2 separate regions of the Sus scrofa genome follow, and region 1 is linked to region 2. A link is a contact called in public HiChIP or PLAC-seq data. All regions are on one chromosome and are shown on one strand. The core of a region is the stretch at or near the end of the contact, and the rest is flanking DNA. Distances in the headings are between cores, read along the strand shown.

What was found. HiChIP or PLAC-seq counts read pairs in DNA pulled down with a chosen protein or histone mark.
Region 1: an H3K27ac HiChIP or PLAC-seq map of skeletal muscle shows a contact between it and region 2. The contact joins the promoter of GAREM1 here to the enhancer-like site in region 2. A contact is called at or near these places in 1 of 5 promoter capture datasets (liver), 5 of 47 Hi-C or Micro-C datasets (fetal heart ventricle, fibroblasts, heart right ventricle and 1 more) and 1 of 2 datasets of contacts at active chromatin or transcription factors (skeletal muscle).

The regions. Positions count from the first base shown.
Region 1 is chr6:116,323,091-116,326,864 of Sscrofa11.1, reverse strand. It overlaps GAREM1 (GRB2-associated and regulator of MAPK protein 1), which reads left to right and starts at 2,012. Exons shown (of 6, transcript XM_003482054.4): 1 at 2,012-2,284. The coding sequence starts at 2,164. It overlaps LOC102163160 (a long non-coding RNA gene), which reads right to left and starts at 1,628. Exons shown (of 3, transcript XR_298647.3): 1 at 1,121-1,628.
Region 2 is chr6:116,204,632-116,208,379 of Sscrofa11.1, reverse strand. All of the region lies in intron 2 of GAREM1 (GRB2-associated and regulator of MAPK protein 1), which reads left to right. Among named protein-coding and RNA genes, the nearest start is that of GAREM1, 120 kb to the left of the region's middle. Within about 2 kb of position 1,954, at least 24 of the 83 cell types and tissues checked have an H3K27ac peak or open chromatin away from gene starts, as enhancers often do. A contact at or near this core is called in skeletal muscle, where this site is marked.

The DNA of each region.
Region 1 (3,774 bases), core at 763-3,262, 120 kb before region 2:
ATCTTTTTGAGAGGGAACTACTTTTCCTATTCCCTGAAGCTTGTAAAGAGGATATAACAGTAGCATAAAGTTATTTTTTCAATCAATCTACCATATAAGGCTCAGGATCTACCAACTGGTGGAAGGAACCCTGACCCTACTCATTCTTAAATGTTGTATCATTTTTGGAGTCTGCGCTCTATTTCCAGAAATGATTAAGTATTAAAGTAGAAAAAAAATTAGCTGGCACTTAGTCCCTTATAATTAAAAAAAAAATCTCCTTCTGTGGCAAAACTTGGAACTTTATGGATGTGTGATTGAGTCAAACGTACACGAACAGCTTTCCCACTTTTTTTTCAAGACTCTCCCAAAAACTTAACATCAATGACACAAAGGTCAAAGTTTTCAGCAAAAGAATTTTGTGAGAATTATTGCCAGTGCTTCTAAGTGAAAGGGCAGGGAAATTGGGAGTGGAGGAATTTCTGTGTTTTTCTTCAATTGCTGTAGAGAGGTTTATTCATTGCCACAGCCCTAAGCCAGAGCACTGAGAGGCTGGTGCATGTTTTCAAGTCCCCTTGGGCAGGTCAAGCAGATGCTTGTTCTGGCTCATTATGCACCAAACACTGAATATGTGGTGAAAAATATTAAGAATTGATAGGCAACCTCTTCATCTGGCAACTGCTCACCTGTTTCCGGGTAAAGTAACGCTAAAAAAAGAGATTAGCACAGAAAAGTCAGTAAGTGCCTAAAGAAACAGGAATCTCACTCACAGTCACCTTTACATTCTGAACTCTCTCTGCAAGTGGGCAGGCCTTACTCAATACTGGGGAAAATAAAATAGTTATCATGAAAAGCAGACAGAAGGTTTGAATCCTGGCAAGACTGTCTACAAGTTATATAATCTTGCCAAACTCCCTAAATTCTTGGTACGCATATAATTATCACCGGAATTATTCCAACCTTTTAAGGTTGGGAGAGAAATAACTGAGAAAAGCATGTGACAAAAACTGGTGTCCCAGGAACCCCTGGCGTGTCTCTGGCTGTTGGTGGCCTCATCTTCCGCAGTCTCCAGCAGCTGTCCATACAATGAAGGTACTAAATCGAGTCACCTTCCCTTATGTGGGCACTGATTATTCATTACCTTTCTGCTTCTCGGTGCTTCGGCCTTTGTCTTTCTGCCTAGCAGCCAAAGTCCAGACTGGATGGAATAACTTCAGCTGCTTTTTTGTAAACTTGTAGGGTTGGCGGGAGGCGGCGGACGGGGGTCGGGGGGCAAGGAATGCTCCCCGCCTGCCCTTCCCAGCTCTGTCCGCGGCACTCTCAAGAGATGGACACCAAACAGATCACTTTTGTGCCCTGGAGTAGCAACTCCGGTACCAGGGTGGACTGGAGAAGTGCCTGACAACGCCTAGGAAAGATTCCTAAGTTCGCTGCGTTCCTCCAGGTCGCCCCACAAGAAGGCACAGCGCAGCGAAGGAGTCCGGGCGCGCGGTGGCGCCGGGCAAGGCTGCAGGGCGCCCGAGCGGTCGGACGGGGGAGCGAGAGCTAAAGCTTGCGGAGCTTCTCGAGCGGCCGGGGCCGCGGCGGGACCCGGGAGCCGTTGCCAAGCTGAGCTCGCCGGACCGCGAGAGGCGGAGGCCGCGCCGGAGGCGGGGCCAGACGGGGCGGGGCGGGGCGGGAGGCGCCGGGGAGGCGGGGGCGGGGGCGGTGTCTCCCAGAGCTGCGCAGGCGTTGCTCGCACCTTGTTGATTAGTCAGTGCTGGGAGCGCTGCTATGGCGTTTCTCAGACCCGCGGCTCCTCCTCACACACTCGAGGCGGAGGGAAGGAGGGGTAAGAGGAGGAGGAGGCGAGCGGGCGGCCGCCGCAGCTGCAGACCCGGGGCCAGAGAAGGAGGCGGAGCGGGAGCCGCCGCAGCTACCCCGGCCGCCGCCGCCCGCCGCCGTGGGGCTGCTGCGAGTCCTCTCCGGGCTTGAGGGCACGCGGGGCGCCCCAGCCATGCCCCGCAGCGGCAGCTGAGCCGGCCGCGGGCCCCCTCCTTCCCTCCCGGCCGCCGCGCCCCCGGTCAGCCCGCGGCGGGAGTGCCCGGCGCCCCCCGCGCGCCCCAGACCACGAGCGCGAGCAGCGGCGGCCGCCGAGGTGGTGCCGGCGGCGGCGGGAGCGCGGGGCCGGAGGAGGCGGGGAAGATGGACCCGGCGCCCTCGTTGGGTTGCAGCCTCAAGGATGTGAAGTGGAGCTCGGTGGCCGTTCCGCTCGACCTGCTGGTCAGCACTTACCGGCTGCCCCAGATCGCGCGGCTGGACAGCGGTGAGTCCCCGCCCGCGGACCGCAGTCTCGGCGCGGCTGTGCGCGCGTGTAGCTCGGGAGGGTGGGACCCGGTGGGAGTGGGCTGCCCACCCCTGTAGCGTTGGACTTGGACAGAGCGGCTGCCGCAGCCTGGCGCGTTGCTCTGAACTCCCCCCCCCCCCCGCCCCAGCAACCTCTGGAGATGTGAAAATCACAGCCCTTGCAGTGTAATTAAAAAGGACGCAAAAAAAAAAAAAAAAAAAAAAAAAAGTAAGGAAACCTCTGCAGATAGTAATCTTGGAGGCGAGCTGTCCCTCCCCTCCAGCCTGTAGGAATTACTCAACCTGGAAAACCCTGAAGAGTTGTCTTAGACAACTTTCTTACAAAATAATTGTGCTTTGGGTGGCATCTTTATTTTGGATGCTCTCCTCCCCCTTCCCCTCCCCCACAAGAAGCAGATTTTAGGGGAAAAGCTCCTGGGTGACCAATGAAAGGGATCACATTTCTTGGAGACCTTTCATTACGGCTTGTCTGTTTGGTTTCACTGAACTGAAAGTAATTTAGGGCTGTGTGTAGAAAATGTTTTTAGTGGAAGTGATGGTATGCTTAAGGTTAATTATTAGCGCATTTCGAGCCTGGAAAAAATTGAAACCTATATTGACTTGGAACCTGAGCTCAGAACTAAGAAATGCTTGTTTCCTCAAATTGTCAACCAGAAACCAATCAAACGTCTCCCAGCTGTTTGTTCTGCAGGGTGACATCTGCAAACAAGTAGATAGATGTGCATACTGTCAAGCAAGTATATACCTTTCAGTTTGAGAGTTGTGACATACAAGGTGGCAATTTAGGTGTGTTTTGTCTTTTGTGTTTTCATGATAACTTCCGTTGATTTTGGCTTCATAGGATTTCAGAACGTTGGCAGAAACAAGCTGCTGCCGGGCTGCTCGAAGCACCTGGACCCAGGCTGGCAGACAGGCAGATAGAGCTCTGATCACACAGGCCAAGTCAGGAGAGCACTGAGCAGGAAGATGTCATTTCAAGTCACAAGGACTTGGGTTACTCCTTTTCTGGAGTACTGTGTGTGTAACATGAGACATATAACCGTCCAAAGGCATTTTTGTTCCCTTTCTTATCTGTGGGGTTAGTTAGATTAGACATTTGAAGTACTGATTTGAAAAATAAAGGCAAGCAAGAAAGTTCATGAAAGCTGGAAAACAGCCTTGGCATGCTTGCTGGCCTTGTTTAGTTGCTGGTGGTAAGGGTGGGCATTGAGAATAAATTAGGAGTTTTAAAACTAGTAATGAAGTGCAGATGAATTCAGGGAAGGGTAGGTGGTGTGTGGAAGCATTTCTGCTTAGAGTGGGGTGCTTTAAATCTGTATCTGTGGATCTAAATCAGAGAGTGTGTGTGTGTACTCAGTATTTCATTTACTCTTTTGCTGTGCAAAATTTTGTGTTTTGGAAGGTTATGAGTCCTCACCTTTTCTGATGGTCTCTCATTTCCTCACCCTC
Region 2 (3,748 bases), core at 705-3,204:
GCCTGCCTGTTTTTCTGATAAGGGTGTATCCTGCAGCTGTTCAAATGGGCTCTGTTTAGGGAGGAGGTTGGCAGGGAAAAGGGGGTTCTTGATTGTGCTCTAAACATTGAGACTTTTCAGCTCTAAAAGCCCATTTTAATCATTTTATGTTATTTTTCCTTTTAAATTTGGCTATTTTAGACATCGTGTGTTTGCAGAGAAGAACATGTATTTCAGCCATATATAATTCCATAAATCTACGTTTATCAACAGCTGTGTACCTAGACTGAAGGAAAGATTCCCTTTCACAGTCATTTCTTTATGGCATGGAAATTAATATTTTAATCCATCTTTTCAAAGAATGTACTGAGAATGGTGATATAGGGTAGCGGGTCAGACTGGAGCTGTGATATCGAGTCCTACCGAGCAAAATTGGGGGGTTTTGGGTTAGTGATGTTTTTTGTTCAAATAAGAGGGCTAAAACAGAGAGGTCATTCCTTTAGAAATACTTACATTTCATTTTTCAGTATAATACCTAGAATGTTTATTAACCAGTTTCTAGGACATTGAATGTCGTTCTTGAACTGGTCGTTCTTGAACTGATTATCCCCAGGCTTCTCTTGGTTAAATGCAGCTAAATGAAGCATATATTCATGAACTTGATTGAATTGTGTGAAACTTGTGTCATGCAGGTCTTTTAATCCCCACTGTAAAGCTTTTCATGGAAAAGTCTGAACCTTTATTACTGTATTATTTATATCCAGGTTAAATTAGGGCCAAGAACTCTAATTGTTGTTCTCCTGCTTGCATCAATAGTTTTGCATAAGTCTTCTCTATTGATGATTTGAGTCTGATTAATGAGTAATAAATCTAAAGATAACCTTTTAAAACCATTGGAGAGCCAAGAAAGTGAATATGTAATGGTGATTAAAATGACTAAGACACTCAAATACATTTTGTATGGTGCCTGAGTACTCCTTTCTGGTTTAACACAATTGAATGAAAATTACTTCCTAGTTACAAATAGCATCATTGATGACTTTAAACTTTTTTTAATGATGTAAGGAAATAGAACAGTGCACTGTAAAATTTAAAGTTGAGGAGACAGAAGGACCAAAAGTTTAACCAAAGGACTAAGAAATTAAGCTACAGGATCCTAGAAAAAATGTTTGCTTACAAACGCTTTTGCTATTGTTTGCTCTCTTTCCAGTTAAAAAGAGGAATACTGTTCAAAAACAATGTATTTACCCAAAAAGTAGGAATTATCTAATAAATTGCAATTTTATTGAAATATGGTGGTTTGCATTCCTGATATGCCAAAAAACTTAATGTGGAACAGAAATGTAAAACCTTGATCCACTGGGGTTTCATAGGTGTTAAGAAATTAGAGGGCCATCACTTGGTTTGTTTCTGCAGTGTGAACTTGGATGTTTTTAAAACTCACATCTTTTTATTGTATAAAGTAGAAATGAAAACTCTTCAATTCATAATTTGCTAAAATAAAGGACAAACATCCAAATAAGAACTTTAAGAAGTGATTCACAACCTATGAGTTGATTTGATGTGTAAAAAGCTGTTTTTAAAACTGCGTTTAAAAACTCTGTACATTTCTTAGAAGAGGTGTTAATCTTTAGTTTGAAGCAGTAACAGCTAGACCTCATGTACGGTCAGCAATATTTACATCCACAAGTTTGAGTAGAAATGTTTATCCTTCCTTATACCAAATTTAAATGTGTTTGGGTCCATATTTACTATCTTAAAGACCCTGAAAGACCCTGGCTCTATTTTTAAAGCAGTTGTGACGAGAATGTACTAAGATTAGCCAAAAATCCTAATCAGGGTATGTCTATTGAATTTGAACTGTTATGGGTTATTTTATTCTTACTTTCCAAACTGTAAAGTGGTTATATTCCTTTCATAAATAGGCTTTTTTAAGTCTCCATGTGTATGTATATTTAGAGAGGAGAGAGACTCTGAATGACTCATTCTGAAAGGAGGGGGCAGTTTTTCACTTTTCAAATAGCTTTCTTTTCTCCTTTGCCCATTACTTCACTGAAACTTGCCCGTTACTGTTCATAAAAAGTGTTCCCTTTCTTTTAACTATCTCTACTGGTTGCCAAGGTGTAAATCAGAAAGCCCAAGTTTTCTTTCTTCCACTTCATAAACAAGACTCCGGTCTGCTTCAGACACTTGGAACCCTGCCAAAGTTGTCATGATGATGTCAGTTTACCAAGAATGTTCACATTTCTCATGCTGTGTTCCACATTCCCTGGACTCGAGCAAATGTCCTTTTAGAGCTCATTGAAATTTTAGGGTTAGATTTAAAAAGCATGCCTTGTTTCCAATATTATATGCTACCTTTTCAAAATCAAGGATCCATTTTTAACAGCATGCCAGTTTACAAGCTTACATGATCCTTTTTGTATTTTTCTGGTTAAAAAAATACAGAATGACCAAAAGCTTGTCAGGTGGTGAAACCGGTAAGATTTACTAGTCTAGTAAGTTGAAATTGTATTAATTTATTATTCCCTCACTCAGCAACTGTTTGTTGTATATCTATATTTATAATCCATTTTAATATAGTTACTGATTTTTAAATTTTTACAAATAACAGTGGCCTCTGCAAAGACATAATGTAACTGTTACTCGGTGTACAAAATTCTTAGCTTCCAGTACTTCTTAGTTCTTGTCAAGTTGTTGGAAATCACTATTTTATAGATGCTTATTTCTAGTTATTTAATAATATGCCTGTGCTGGTAAACTTTATGGAAAAGTTAGAAGGACCGGGAAAAGTTCAGTCTGTGATTTCAGAGAACAAAGGTTTAAAATAAATTCATTCTATTTTAAATCAGTGTATTCTGAACAGTTTACACATAAGGAAGTGGACTAAATATGATAACTTCTGTGAAATATATTTGTCCTCAGACACAGTTCTTTGTAAACACCAGAGGATGTTTACATGGATTTCTTGCAGGTAATGTTCATTGATGACCTAATTATCCTAAAAAATAAAATACCAGTTAATAGTTATTTATAAGTATACTTGATTCTTTTTATATCCTCTTATTTGAGTTGGTAAATTACATATTTACAAAATGGAAAGGGGGATTTTCCTTAATACTAATGTTTAAATGGAGCTCTGGTTGACTTTCTAGGCTGAGGTTGCATGTTGCCTACTTCTCATTTCTTTTATGATAATGCGAAATGTAGATAGTTTTCTTGTAATACCCCAGTTTTGACTCATTCAAAATAATGGAACTTCTTGAGACAGATCCTCTAGCCAAATCTAAGACAAGTATTGTTAATCACAGGCAAAACCCTGACCCTCTGCCTCCCTCATTGAGCAGCATAATGTATCCTTTTGATAATTTCTAGAGCATTTTTTTGTGGCTTTTTACAAAAGTTTCAAAACAAGTTTAAACTAGGCAAATTAAAATCTAGTTTGAATTCAGAGATTTTTAAATCTCTATTTTAAGAAATAATTGCAGATTCCAAAAGTAGTTTTTAAATTAGCAAGGAGGCCTCAACCAATGTTTCCTTCCTGTCTTTGGACTTCTCAGCACGTTCTCTGGAATGTCAAGAGTGAATTTGCAGAGCTAGAAAGGAAAGTCCAATTGGGTCAGACTTCCAAATTCTACCCTCCTGGAAATTAATCCACAACAGTGACAGGTCGCAGTGAATTGCTTAAGGCATATTTATGTAGTGGAATACATAGAGATCTTCAAACTCAGGAGGTAATTACCTGGCATGAAAGGAGCCCCCAGATAAG